Regions from separate parts of the Muntiacus reevesi genome. Here region 1 is linked to region 2. A link is a contact called in public Hi-C data. All regions are on one chromosome and are shown on one strand. The core of a region is the stretch at or near the end of the contact, and the rest is flanking DNA. Distances in the headings are between cores, read along the strand shown.

Region 1 (6,324 bases), core at 713-3,212, 150 kb before region 2:
GGCCACCATCTGTAACATGTGAGTCAAAGGTCGGACAAGTCCTCAGCATCAGGGTTCTGCAATTTCGGATGAGCTCCGGTGCCTGAAAACCACAAAGCCCCAGTTCTCGCCACCCACTCGGACACTCCAGCCCTTTTGGCCTTACCTTCTGTTGGATGTAGCGAATTGAATACTTCAGGGTAATAGTGGGGCGGGATCTGAAGCTGGTTGACCAGGGCAGGCTGCTAGGGGCCCTCAGTGACGGCGATACGGGGCTGGAGGCCCCAGGAGTTAGGAAAGCTAGGAGCAGGAGCAGGAGGGAGCGGCGCCCCATGGCTCTGGACCGCGGCTGCAGAGCGGGTAGAAGGGAGACAGGCAGATGCACGCCGCCCCGCCCAGCCCGCAGCTCCGCCCCCGAGACAGGCCCCGCCTTCCCCGGGGAAACCCCATGCCACCCCGCCCCTCAGCAAAGCCTCTCAAATTCGAATTGCCCAAGCCATTCCGACCCCTGTCCCAGTCCCACAGGGCGCCGCCAGATTTCATTTCCCTCTTGTACCGTGCCCTCTTTAGAGTTTACCTTTAGTCCCTTCCGACTCAAAGCCTGCCTTTATCATCCCAGGGCCCCTCCTATCTGACCTCTGAACCCCATTCTTAACTATATCACTCCCCCACAAACACTTTCCCCCCACCCTATATCCTCCCGTTTATCGTCACTGCCAAACCCTGCCCTGTCCACCTCTATTTCATCGCCACATCCTTGTCCTCCACAAACCCTACATAATAATAGCGTGTGCATGCGTGCGAACGCGCTAAGCCGCTTGAGTCCTGTCCAACTCTTTGCGACCCTATAGACGGTAGCCTGCCAAGCTCCTCTGCCCATGGAATTCTCCAGGCAAGAATACTCGAGTGAGTTGCCATGCCCTCCTCCAGGAGAATCTTCACAACCCAAGGATCTAACCCAAGTCTCCCGCATTGCAGGCGGATTCTTCAGCGTCTGAGCCACCAGGGCAGCCCCGGGAAGGGCTACTGCCAACTAAAAACTGGTACTAGCCACCAGCTCTACAAGGACTAAATCACTCACTAGTCACTCAGCCCTGACAGTCAAAACAGCCTGAAAGGAGGAGCTCAGGGTACAGATCTGCTCCTCCTGACTGGCAGCGGCACCTACCAATCCGTATTAATGTGTGCATATCCTGCCCTTTTCACTAAAATCATATATACTACTAACCTTCCCCACTACCTCTTTGAAGCAGTTCCTCAGCGATATGGGAGACGCTGTCTCTAGGGTTATAGGCCTCATTTTGTCCTACTACAGGTCACGATAGCACTGGTCTTAGTGGCAGACACTAACTCAATCATGGGTCGTGTATGACTGCTACCCTCACTTACAGCTGAGGACACTGAGGTGAGGAGAGGTGCCGGGACTTGCACTAAGTCACTCAGATAGGAACCAGTGTAGCACGGCTTCCTGGCTCCTTTGCACCGCCACCTCCGGGTCAGCCTAATCACCTCCTAGGGGACTCTGGCGGTTGGTCACCCCTACACATGCGTGAAGCCCACGCAGTCCACTTCTCAACTGAGGTCGCCTCGGAATCCCACTAGGTCCGGGTCCCTGCTTCCAAGCTACGCCCCCTTCCGTCTTCCGGCACCCAGCTTCGGACCCCGCCTTCCCCTCTCCTTGGGGGCAGTCCCAGCCTCAGAGGGCGGAGTCCCCTTCGGTCTTCGCGACTCTCCCACCACCGACTTCCGCTTCTCCTTCCAGTCAGCCAGGTGAACGTCTGAGGGGCGCTCCCACCCACTACCACCCTTCCCGGGGTCCCTACGCCTAGCTGGCTCAACGCTGCCTCAAAATCAACTGTACAGACTGTTCTACTGCTCCATCAGTTGGGAAAGGACACTTGCCAAACCCTCTCTGACAAAAATGGTCGTTCCCAAAAGCTCACAAGTTGTCGCGTTACATCTCCACCCTCGGCGGCGTCTTCTTCTGATTGGCTCTGAGGGCAGACAGTCATGGCGTCACTTCCGGCGGAAGGAAGCGCGGGAGATTCGATTGGCAGACACTCTCTTGCCGCTTGAGTCCTGGGGGTCCGCGTCACTGAGCTTCGCCCGGGCAGGTTCCTGGTCTTCTACCTCAGGTGAGGAGGTGCGGGAGGAGATTCTCGGGGAACAAGGGCCGGAGACTCCTAAGAAGACCCCTAAACGTCGTTCTGAGTGAGCCTCAGAGCATTCTACGTTGTTTTTTCAGGAGTCAGTCTCTTCCATAAAAGGGCGGTTATGAGAGTAGAAGAGTGAGAAGGTCTGTTCTTTTCATTTTAGACGGTGCTGTTGCAGTCAATCAGAGAGCGTCTGTGTGTGCCATCGGCCTGGAAACGGGTAAGTGTCTGGAACCCGAAATACAGGGAGGAAAAGGTGCTACTGCAAATTTTGAGTTGCTCGGAGGTTCGTACACAGCTGGCTGCTATGCCCAGTAGTATCTGCTAAAAAGGGATCTTTTCCAAACTGCTTTGATGACTCAGAGGGACAAGTGCTTCAACTGAGCAGGGTGTTCAAACCAGAAACAAGTTTTCTAGGTACCTTCCTTGTCTCTCACATCAAGCCATACCAACCTCTTGAATATCTCAATCCATACACTTCTCGCCAGTTTTACTTTGGTTCAGCACAACAGTTTCCTAACTATGACTGTAGCCTCCCAGCTGGTTCTTTCAATTTCCTTACGTTCCAATACAGTCTCCATGTTGCTAGGCTGATAAAGTACAGATCTGATCAGGGCACTCCCCATTAAAAAACCTTTCCTTTGGTCGCTCCTGTTTGCCCTCAGGTTTAAGTCTAAACTCCTTAACGTGGTTAACGGGGCCCTTCTTGTCTGGCCTTTGCCTAGTACTCCAACTTTGTTTTTCCACCTCTCCAGCCCTGTGCTCCAACCACATGGAATATCCTTTTGAGTCCCTCAAATACACCATTCTCCCTCACCTTCAGACTCCTTCTGAATCCCATTCCACCTAGTTCTTACTCATTCTTTAGGTCTCAATTTATGAAGCTTTCTAAATCAGGAAGCCTTTCGTCATCCTGCAAAATTGGGTCACAAAGAACCCAGTAGTTACTTACTCATTCTACAGATAGTTTTTAAGCGTCTCCCTCTGTGCCAAGAACTTCTAGGTATTAGGATCACAATGGTGAACAAGATGTGAGATTCCTTCCTAATGGAACTTAAACTTTTTATGTGTGGATTTAAAAAGAGTGAAGTGGAATATATTTGAGTTAGGTTTGTCTGGGAAGGCCTCTGAGGAATTGACACTTAAATTGAGGCCTAGAAGATGAGAATGATCTAACCATGCAATAGAAGAAAGGAAGAAAATTCCAGAGTGAACAGGTTATGTGAAGGCCTTAAAGCAGGAAAGAACTTAGCATCTTAATGTTCAAGAAACTAAGAAAAGGCTAGTGTTGCTGGAATGTGTTCAGAAAGGACAGCTGCATGAGATGATTTTTTTCTTTCTATCTCTAACCCTGTCCCCTTCCCCATCTCTGGAACTTTACCTGTCATAAGTGCAATGAACAAACTGTGCTTGACACTCACTAAGAGTTTCCTGAGTAGTGTTTTTAAAATATTTTTCATCATTATTTCTCCAAACAAAAGAGGTTTTGTCTGTTTTTTGTTTATTTGATTTTTTTTTTAATCTCCTGCCTTCCTCTCCCTTTTCCAGAATTTTCATTTTAATGTCAGAAGATCATTTCTCAAGGACTTGTTATGACTGCCATTAGAAAGATTAGACAAAGTATGCACTCTTAGAGGGAGGCTATTAGACAGCTTTAATAAAGCAACTCAAAATAACTACCCTTTCCATAGCTGAGGAGTCTGTCCTATAATATATGAAATGGGAAATCTGAGAGCAACAGAATGACAAAGATTTTCTTGCAAAGCAAGAGCAGTTTGAGGAGGAATGAAGAAAGGGAGAGGAGTTAGTCACATCTTCTTTTCTGTATGCCGTTAGAAGTGTGGGCCAGTTTTTTAAAGGAGTGCTTTCATCCTTGTCCATAGTCTTAGACTGAATCAGTCCCCCTATTATATTTTCTCATGGTATAATGTACTTTTCCTGTATAGAATTTTCCACCTATCTCTTACTAAGCTATAGATCTAGTGACCAGGTAAGGACCTTGTCTATTTTGTTCATCACTTATATTATTCCCATCACCTGGTATTTATCAACTGCACAATAAATAATTGATAAATAAGTAAGTATATTTGAACTTGGACTTCACAGGTGACACTAGTAGTAAAGAATCTGCCTGCTGATGCAGGAAACACAAGAGTCGCAGGTTCGATCCCTGGGTCTGGAAGATCTCCTGGAATAGGAAATGACAACCTGCTATGGTATTCTCGCCTGAAAAATTCCATGGACAGAAGCACCTGGCGGGCTATGTCCATGGGGCCACAGAATCAGGCGCGACTGAGCACATATTGAACTTATTAAATTGGAATATGGTTTGTTGACTGTGGTGGAACTGAAAGCAATGTAACGCTGTATCACCACCTCCCCAATAAAATCAAGAAGAAAGATAAACCGCAGATAGACACCACATATGGAATTGTCCCCAAGTCTGTGATCATGTTTTCCTAACTTTAGTATTTGCTCATTCCTCATGCTTCATTCAGTTTTCCATCAAACATGGATTCAATACCTTAAGTCAGGCACTAGAGAGAGACACAAAACAAACTAGATGAGAAGAATCATAAGGAAATACTATGGAAACAGCCAAGGGAATGACTATAGTGACTGCCTAAAAGGATCTGATTTCATATTTGTCCACTGCCAGTGGATGGAAAGTCTTTTTGCTGTTTGCTGAGTTTACCAAGTGAAACGCAAATAATAAAAATACCTTAATGACCTATTTCATTTCAGTTCTCAAATTTACCCATTGTTTTCTGAACATACTTATTTCTCCACTAGAGGGCAATAAACCCTTAAATAATAACAATTTAACCAACTTCTTGCCTTTAAAAATATAGTGATTAGTGCTTGCACAATTAATTTAGAAATTAATTCCCAAATATTTCTGCTTATGTGTGTTTATTATTTACTAGTGACTTGATAGACCAGGCCCCCATCCTCATGAAACTTTCAGACTAATGAGGGTAGAACTAACAGAAACAAGGGAGCATGTATCATCTGATATATACATTTTCATGATGGCATATTTCACAAGTGTGATTAGTACCATAAAGGAATAAAATGGATGATATGGAAACCAAGCAGAAGAGAGTATTTATTGAAATGAAAAGGGGCTCTCTACAGGGTAACATTAAAGATTTAATGATGAGGATGAGAGCCAACTATTTGAAAAACTAAGGGAAAAGCTTTATAGACAAAGAGAAAAGTAAGAACAGAAGCCTGAAAAGAGAAGTTATTTTGTGCATTTAAGGAGCAGAAAGAAGGCTGGCATGGCTTGAAGTGTAGTGATTAAAGAGGGCAAGTGGGACAAGGTGTGGTCAGAGAGGTAGTGCTGGATGAGTTAAGGCCTTACAGGCATTGTGGAGAATTGAGGCTTCATTTCAAACTACAAGATTTTAAGCAGATAAAAGACCACATTTTCAGGAGGGAGTTTTGCCCTGTTTTATCCCCCCTAGCTCATATATGGGCTTCTGTTGTGGCTTATGGTAAAGAATCTGCCTGCAATGCAGGAGACACAGGTTCAATCCCTGGATCAGGAAGATTCTCTGGAGGAGGAAATGGCAACCCACTCCAGTATTCTTGCCTGAAGAATCCCATGGATAGAGGAGCCTGGTGGTCTACAGTCCATGGAGTTGCAAAGAGTCAGATATGACTGAACGATTAACACTTCACTTTTCTGCACATAGGTAGCTGTACCACCATATTAACACTGTACCCAAACTGGATTTTGGAGATGTTTGGAAAAGATGCCTTTGCTGACATACATTCCATCATTTGCTGCTTGGTAAGAAGGAACTTGACGTCAGTAGCACTGATAATAGCAGTGTTCCCTGGCCTCCCTTTCCACTATGTCACCTCCTCTGCCTTATCCTTAAAGATTGCCATGTGGCCTAAGGTGGCAGCCAAATCTAGGAATACGTATCTGGTTTTGGTAGAACCTTATTAGTTGTGTATGCCTAAGGGTACAAAAGCAATGACTTCAACAAGAATTAAGCAAGGTGAAATGTCTTTGTTTTTTCTTTTTTTGTTTGTTTCCTATTACCCCCTTTAATAACATAAATCAGTGATTTATGTAAATCCATTTGTCTGTAATCTTTGTAAGTTTCCATCTTAACTGCCTTCAGTGGCAAGATTTTATTTTCACAGAAATATTCTGGTTGAGAGACAGAATTAGTGT
Region 2 (5,843 bases), core at 3,082-5,581:
ATCTCATCTTGTGTTTGCTTTAGCTAATTCTCTCCAGTCTCTTCTCCAACTTAACAGCCAAGGTGATTTTTTAATATCATCCTACCTGAATATGGAATTCATCTAGCTAATTAAAATCCTTCACTTAGGCTAAAGACCAAATTCACCAGTGACTCAGAAAACTGCCCCCTCTCCAGACTCTGTCCACCTCTCCAGCTTCATTCTTCATTCTGGTCTCTCTCTCCTTGTTTTGCCCCCATAAACTGTCTAACCCCCATAACTAACTAACTTTTAAATACTTACAGTCATCTATTTCCTTTGTACTTTGAATGTGTAGTTACCATGTTAGAAACACCCCTTTGTCCTCATTTCAGTACCTCCTGTTGCCATCCTAAATTACTTCCTCTCACTCTCCAAGTCTCTTGAAATGTCACTTCCTACAGGAAGCCTTCCCTGATTCCTCCAGACAAGGGAAGCACACCAAGTTAACCACTCCTCTCCGACCTTGTTGTACATCCCACTTTGGCAGGAGAATTCATCACACTTGCAATTACTTCTCCAATGATTATCTCCCCTGCTGCTGCTGCTGCTGCTAAGTTGCTTCAGTCGTGTCCGACTCCGTGCGACCCCATAGACGGCAGCCCACCAGGCTCCCCCCGTTCCTAAGATTCTCCAGGCAAGAACACTGGAGTGGGTTGCCATTTCCTTCTTCAGATTATCTCCCCTAACAGGACATAAATTACATGATGGTGGTGGAAGCATCTCTTTTCACGGAGACTGGGCTGCAGTCCATGGGGTTGCAAAGAGGCAGACAGGGCTGGGCGACTGAGCACACACACACACCCAGTCCTCAGACCACAGAGGTGGTGGTGGTTTAGTCACTAAGTTGTGTCCAACTCTTGCGACCCCATAGACTATAGCCTGCCAGGCTCCTCTGTCCACGGGATTCTCCAGGCAAGAATACTGGAGTGGGTTGCCATTTCCTTCTCCAGGGGAATCTTCCCGACCCAGGGATCGAACCCTGGTCTCCTGCATTGCAGGCAGATTCTTTACCGACTGAGCTAGGGAAGATCTAGCTGCTCACAATATCTGTTGTCAGAAGGACAGGCTGGGGCCATGTCACCAGACCAAGTAAACAAAGGGGCAAGGATCCTTATCCCTTTGCAAATGATTTAAACAAAGGGAGAAAGAAATGCAGAGTTATTCAAGGTCACAAAGATGGCAGAAGTGAGGCCAAAACTAACCCTCCCATTTAGCTCATTTCTCCTCCCGAAAACACTAAAAAGCCTGGGTAGAAGAGGGAGCAACTTAGAAGAAAATTCAGAATGAAAAGATGGTGAGTGTGAGGTCTCAGGTGGTGCGGGAGCGCTTCTGAATCTGCCTGTCACACTAGTTGCCTCCAGAAGGACAGCAGTGAAACCTCCCCTGCCTAGAGGAGCTCTTACTTCACAAACAAACATAGCCACTACCACCTCCTTTGCCTTAATGGGGCGGTGGGTATAAAACAACAAACTTCTCTCAGCCAAAAAGGAGAAGAAACGACAGGAAGAAAAGCGGTTTCAGCTCCAAGCATCTTCAAAAAAAAAAAAAACCCAAATGGGCAGTTTGCTCACTTGGACCTGCTCCTCAGCAATCAACAGGGAAGGGAGCAGAAAAGACTTACCCCCCAACAGGGGTGGGGGGTAGGGTGGGTAATAAATTAGGAAGAAGCCATTCAAAGTCTACTGATTCTCTGAGAATTAGGAGAACATTTTGTGTAGAGCATTAAAAACCTTGCCAGGGGCTTCACTGGTGGCTCAGTGGGAAATAATCCTCCTGCCAATGCAGGAGACACGGGTTCAATCCCCAGTCCGGGAAGATCCCACGTGCTGTGGAGCAGCTAAGCCTGTGCGCCGCATGCTGCGTCTGTGCTCTAGAGACGGGAGCCGCAACTACCGAAGCCCAGGCTCTGCAACAAGCGAAGCCGCTGCAATGAGAGGCCCCGGCACCGCCACCAAGAGCAGCCCTCGCTCACCACAACTCGGGAAAAGCCCTCGCCACAATGAAGACCCAGCATGGCCAAAAATAAAGAAATAAAGAAAATTATATTTAAAAAAACCCCAAAACTTGTAATGTTCCGGCAGCTCTTAAAACATGTACCCATGAAAGGAAAAGTAGCGTGAGCTCAACTGTAACAGTTCACTGTCCTCCCCAGGCTGCAGGAGCCAAATTATGTCTGCGACAGAAGCCACAAACCAGGCCAAGGGGTTAGGTTCATTCTGTTCATCCTGCCAAGCACCAACTGCAAGAAGAAAAGGCAAAGCCTCTTCCATGAGGACTCAGTAGAAGAAATATTTGAAGTCTCAATTACCCTGGAGGTTCTGGGTGAGGCAGAGAAGAGATGGAGGGTATCCAGAGCCTGGAAGGACTCTTAGAGAGAGAGAGATGTGATATACTGGTGATAGGGAGATTTTGAAACACAGAGGGAAAAATGAGAATTGCAAATGGACAGACAGGGAGAAAAACTGGAAGAACTTCAAGAGACACAGAGGGGTGTGGAAAGGAAGACAGCACAGAAGGGGTGCTCAGGAAAGCAGACAATAAGCAACAGAGGGACACAGAAAGAAGCAAAGCCAGGCAGACCATCTTTTCCCAAATCCCAAAGCTGCTCATTGCATTCCAATAAATCACTCTACTACAAAGCCCATACAATGGACTGTCCTTTGCATTCAGTAACAAGCGGCATGGAATGAAGCATCGCCCAGCTGTAACTTCAGAGACCTAACGGTCTGAATTAAAAATGAACAAAATTGGTTCAGCAGCAGAAGATAACCAGTGATGACTTTCCCCCAGTGGCTGACTTGGCTCCGAAAAGGTTTGGCATTTTGGAGTTAAGCATAAAACACTCTGGCATTTCTCCTTTTGACATTCCAAGAGGGGGTGTGGTTGACCCCAGGTCCATTCATTTCCAAGGTTGTAGATCTCTCAGCTTAAGACTGGCCCCATCTGTTCTGGAGTCAGCCAGCTGTTTATTCCAAAATGACATATTTATTGTACTAATCATCCTAGTAACTCTTACAAGAACAGAGCCAATATCACATGGGTCAAAATGCTCTCTGTCCTGTTAGACGTGTCAGTTTGTTTAAAAAAAACAAAACCAAAAAGCCAAAAAAGCTCTACTGTCATTTTCGGTTTCCAAGTCCAGGATCCCTCTTCCATGCCGTACCTTTCAGTAATGGCAAATGAAGGTTAACAGTGCTTCTAACTTGTCCTTTCCCTGATGCGTTAAAAATGAACCCTAACGATCCATTCTCCAAACCGTTATTTGTGACTGGTGACTGCCTCAGGAAAGGACAGCTCATTAGGGTACCACTGTCAGTGGCAAGAAGCCTATTGCAACGTAATTTAAAACATTCGCACAAGTACAAATCTGTCGGCTCCACTTCCAAACAATCCTGAAACCCTGCAGTTGGGAGAGGAAAAACACTCAACGAAAACGTTGCTTCCAGCAGCCTCAAAGAACCTTGCCCAGACACGTGAAATGTTTCTGACTGGCACGGAGTGCACCATTAAAGGACACTGTCACCTCAAACCGGCAGAAAAGGCGACGAGACAAACGACGTAGACACACACACACACACACACACACACACACACACACACACACACACACACACAAAATAAAGCCCCACAAAACTTAACCTACTCAGACGCACGCTCATCTTAAAAATGAATAGTGTGTGCTCGCCCAAGTGACACGAAATGTTCCAAAGTAGTGCGACCACATGAAATCACTGGCTCCCTGTCTCCCCACGCATCACCCCTTCCCACTCAAATCCCAGCACTCGGGCCGTATGTGACAGGACTGCAGTCTCCCACCACTGCCTTCCTCTGATTATTTTCCAAGAGCACTTCCCAACATCCTCCCCAACCCAGCTCCCTCTCCCAGCCTTCAAAAAGGTTGAGGGGAGTTGCGACTAGGGAATTGGCAAGCATCCGTCCTCTGGCGGGGGAAGGCTGCTGGAGTTGTTCTTTGCAGTGACCCAAATTGCAGAGAGCTTTTCGCTTAGCAGCGCTTGTGAACAACCTTCCCAATCCTCCCACCCCCATCTTCCCAAAAGAAAGCCTTGAGAACTAAGCGGGAGGAATAACTTGGTAGAATCATTTGAATAAATCACTTCAACTCACCTGGTTTGGGATTTTTCTCCCCACCCCAGGCATAAACAGAAAGGATGTGCGAATGAGTCACGCAAGCAAGGGAGGGTGTTGCGATGTCCTAAGTCCAAAGGCTGAAGTCAGTCCTTGCCCTGGTGCTGCTGCTACGCTTAGCTCAGCTGGAGCGAGCGGCAATCGCAAGCCTAGCAGCAGCAGGGGGGTGGATAGACCGTAGCACAATGAATGCAGTGGGGTTTTTGCAATGACATCATCCCACTGTCCTAAAGGCCCCAATAGCCATGCTCAGGAGCGGTTCATTCTGGGAATCGTAGTTTCCTCAAGGCCAGGCGGAACAGCCGGGCTATCCGCCGGAACTACAATGCCCAAAATGCCCCACGGTCGGACGCGCTTGGAGAGGGCGAAGGGAGCGAAGTGGGCACGGCAGCCATGTTAGGGGTGCTGAACCGATTCCGCGGCGCCGGCTGAGTTTTTAGGGGACGCGGGAGCCGAGTGGTGGTGCAGAGGGGACAGTGAGAAGGAGGACAAGTCGGTCGGTGAGCCTGGGTTCCGAACCTGGGCACCGGGGGATGGAGGCGGCGTCTGGGGCCGAGTAGGACGTGTCCGACTGGTGGCGGCTTGAGAGGCCGAGTGGGCCTCGGCCTTACGGCCCTGCTGGAGTTGGCGGAGGTCGCCTACGCCTCTTGCCCCACGTTGTGACAAAGGGATTGAGGGAGTCAGTTTACTTCTGGGCTCAGAGCAGCAAATTGAGCCGCTGACAGGATAGTAAGGGGCGGTTGTGTTTTTCCTGTGGGAGTGGGGTGCGCTGCGGGGATCCCGGGTGGCGACCCTCTAGCCTTTGGTCGCAGAAGCTTCTACCTAAGGAATTGGGCTATCTCTCCCAGATTTTTTTTTTTAATTGTCTTGTCATTCTGCAACCGTCCTTACTCCTTTCCCAAGGTGTCGGACCCTCATTGGTCTTTCCTGCAGAAGTGATTTGCAAAAGGTTCCAAAGACATCGATGTTAAAAGGTAGCTAAGCTGGAAGGGAACGGCGCTTTGGCCCCGCAGTAAAGAAAACACAAAGCCCCTGTTTAAAATGACATCTTCATACTTGCCAGCGAAGGCAGGGAGACTTTAAAAGGAAATACTGATGATCGGCCTGTTGACGGCTGGAGACTGGTTCCTGAGTAAGAGGGTTCTTGAATAAACCTAGAGTGCATATTGAAATTACTGCCCAGACGGGATCTTCAGGACTATGAACCACCAACTTATTTTAAAAATACAATTAGTGTTTAATTTGTAGAACTCCATATATACCACTACTTTAGCAGCTAATTTGCTTTCAAACTAAGTAGCTGAAACTAAAATCATTGGTCTTTTAAGTTGTTTTGCCCAGTATCTCGAATGAACTGTATTTATTTTTTCTCCATTTGTGTTGTTAAAACAATGCTGTGTGTTTGTTCTTTTTCAGAGTCTGTCTACACAATGAAAAGATGAAAAATTTTCTTTCCTCCTGAGGGTGTCGGAAGGGCTAAAAAGGCTGATATATTAGTGCTGTTTTTCTCCTTTCCTTTTGCATATTATCCTGAAAACATAACATCACTTTGGGTTAGTAGGGTTATGCACTTCACTTGTTAGGAGTTAAAATTATAGCTGATAAATGGATTATCGTATCAAGGAAGGACTAGGCAAGAGTGGTTATAAATGAAAAAAACATGGTCAAAACATCTC

The links. A called contact is a pair of places that touch in the nucleus more often than the background predicts.
Region 1: a Hi-C map of muscle shows a contact between it and region 2, with 6 times the contacts expected there. The contact joins the promoter of PRCP here to the promoter of RAB30 in region 2. A contact is called at or near these places in 2 of 3 Hi-C or Micro-C datasets (blood and muscle).

Annotation. Positions count from the first base shown.
Region 1 is chr5:12,624,167-12,630,490 of mMunRee1.1, reverse strand. It overlaps PRCP (prolylcarboxypeptidase), which reads right to left and starts at 1,962. Exons shown (of 9, transcript XM_065936994.1): 1 at 1,923-1,962; 2 at 146-328. The coding sequence starts at 313. DDIAS (DNA damage induced apoptosis suppressor) reads left to right here and starts at 2,007. Exons shown (of 7, transcript XM_065936991.1): 1 at 2,007-2,114; 2 at 2,225-2,352.
Region 2 is chr5:12,480,620-12,486,462 of mMunRee1.1, reverse strand. It overlaps RAB30 (RAB30, member RAS oncogene family), which reads right to left and starts at 4,331. Exons shown (of 6, transcript XM_065936983.1): 1 at 4,147-4,331. It overlaps LOC136169174 (a long non-coding RNA gene), which reads left to right and starts at 4,541. Exons shown (of 4, transcript XR_010663392.1): 1 at 4,541-4,667; 2 at 5,071-5,141; 3 at 5,584-5,843.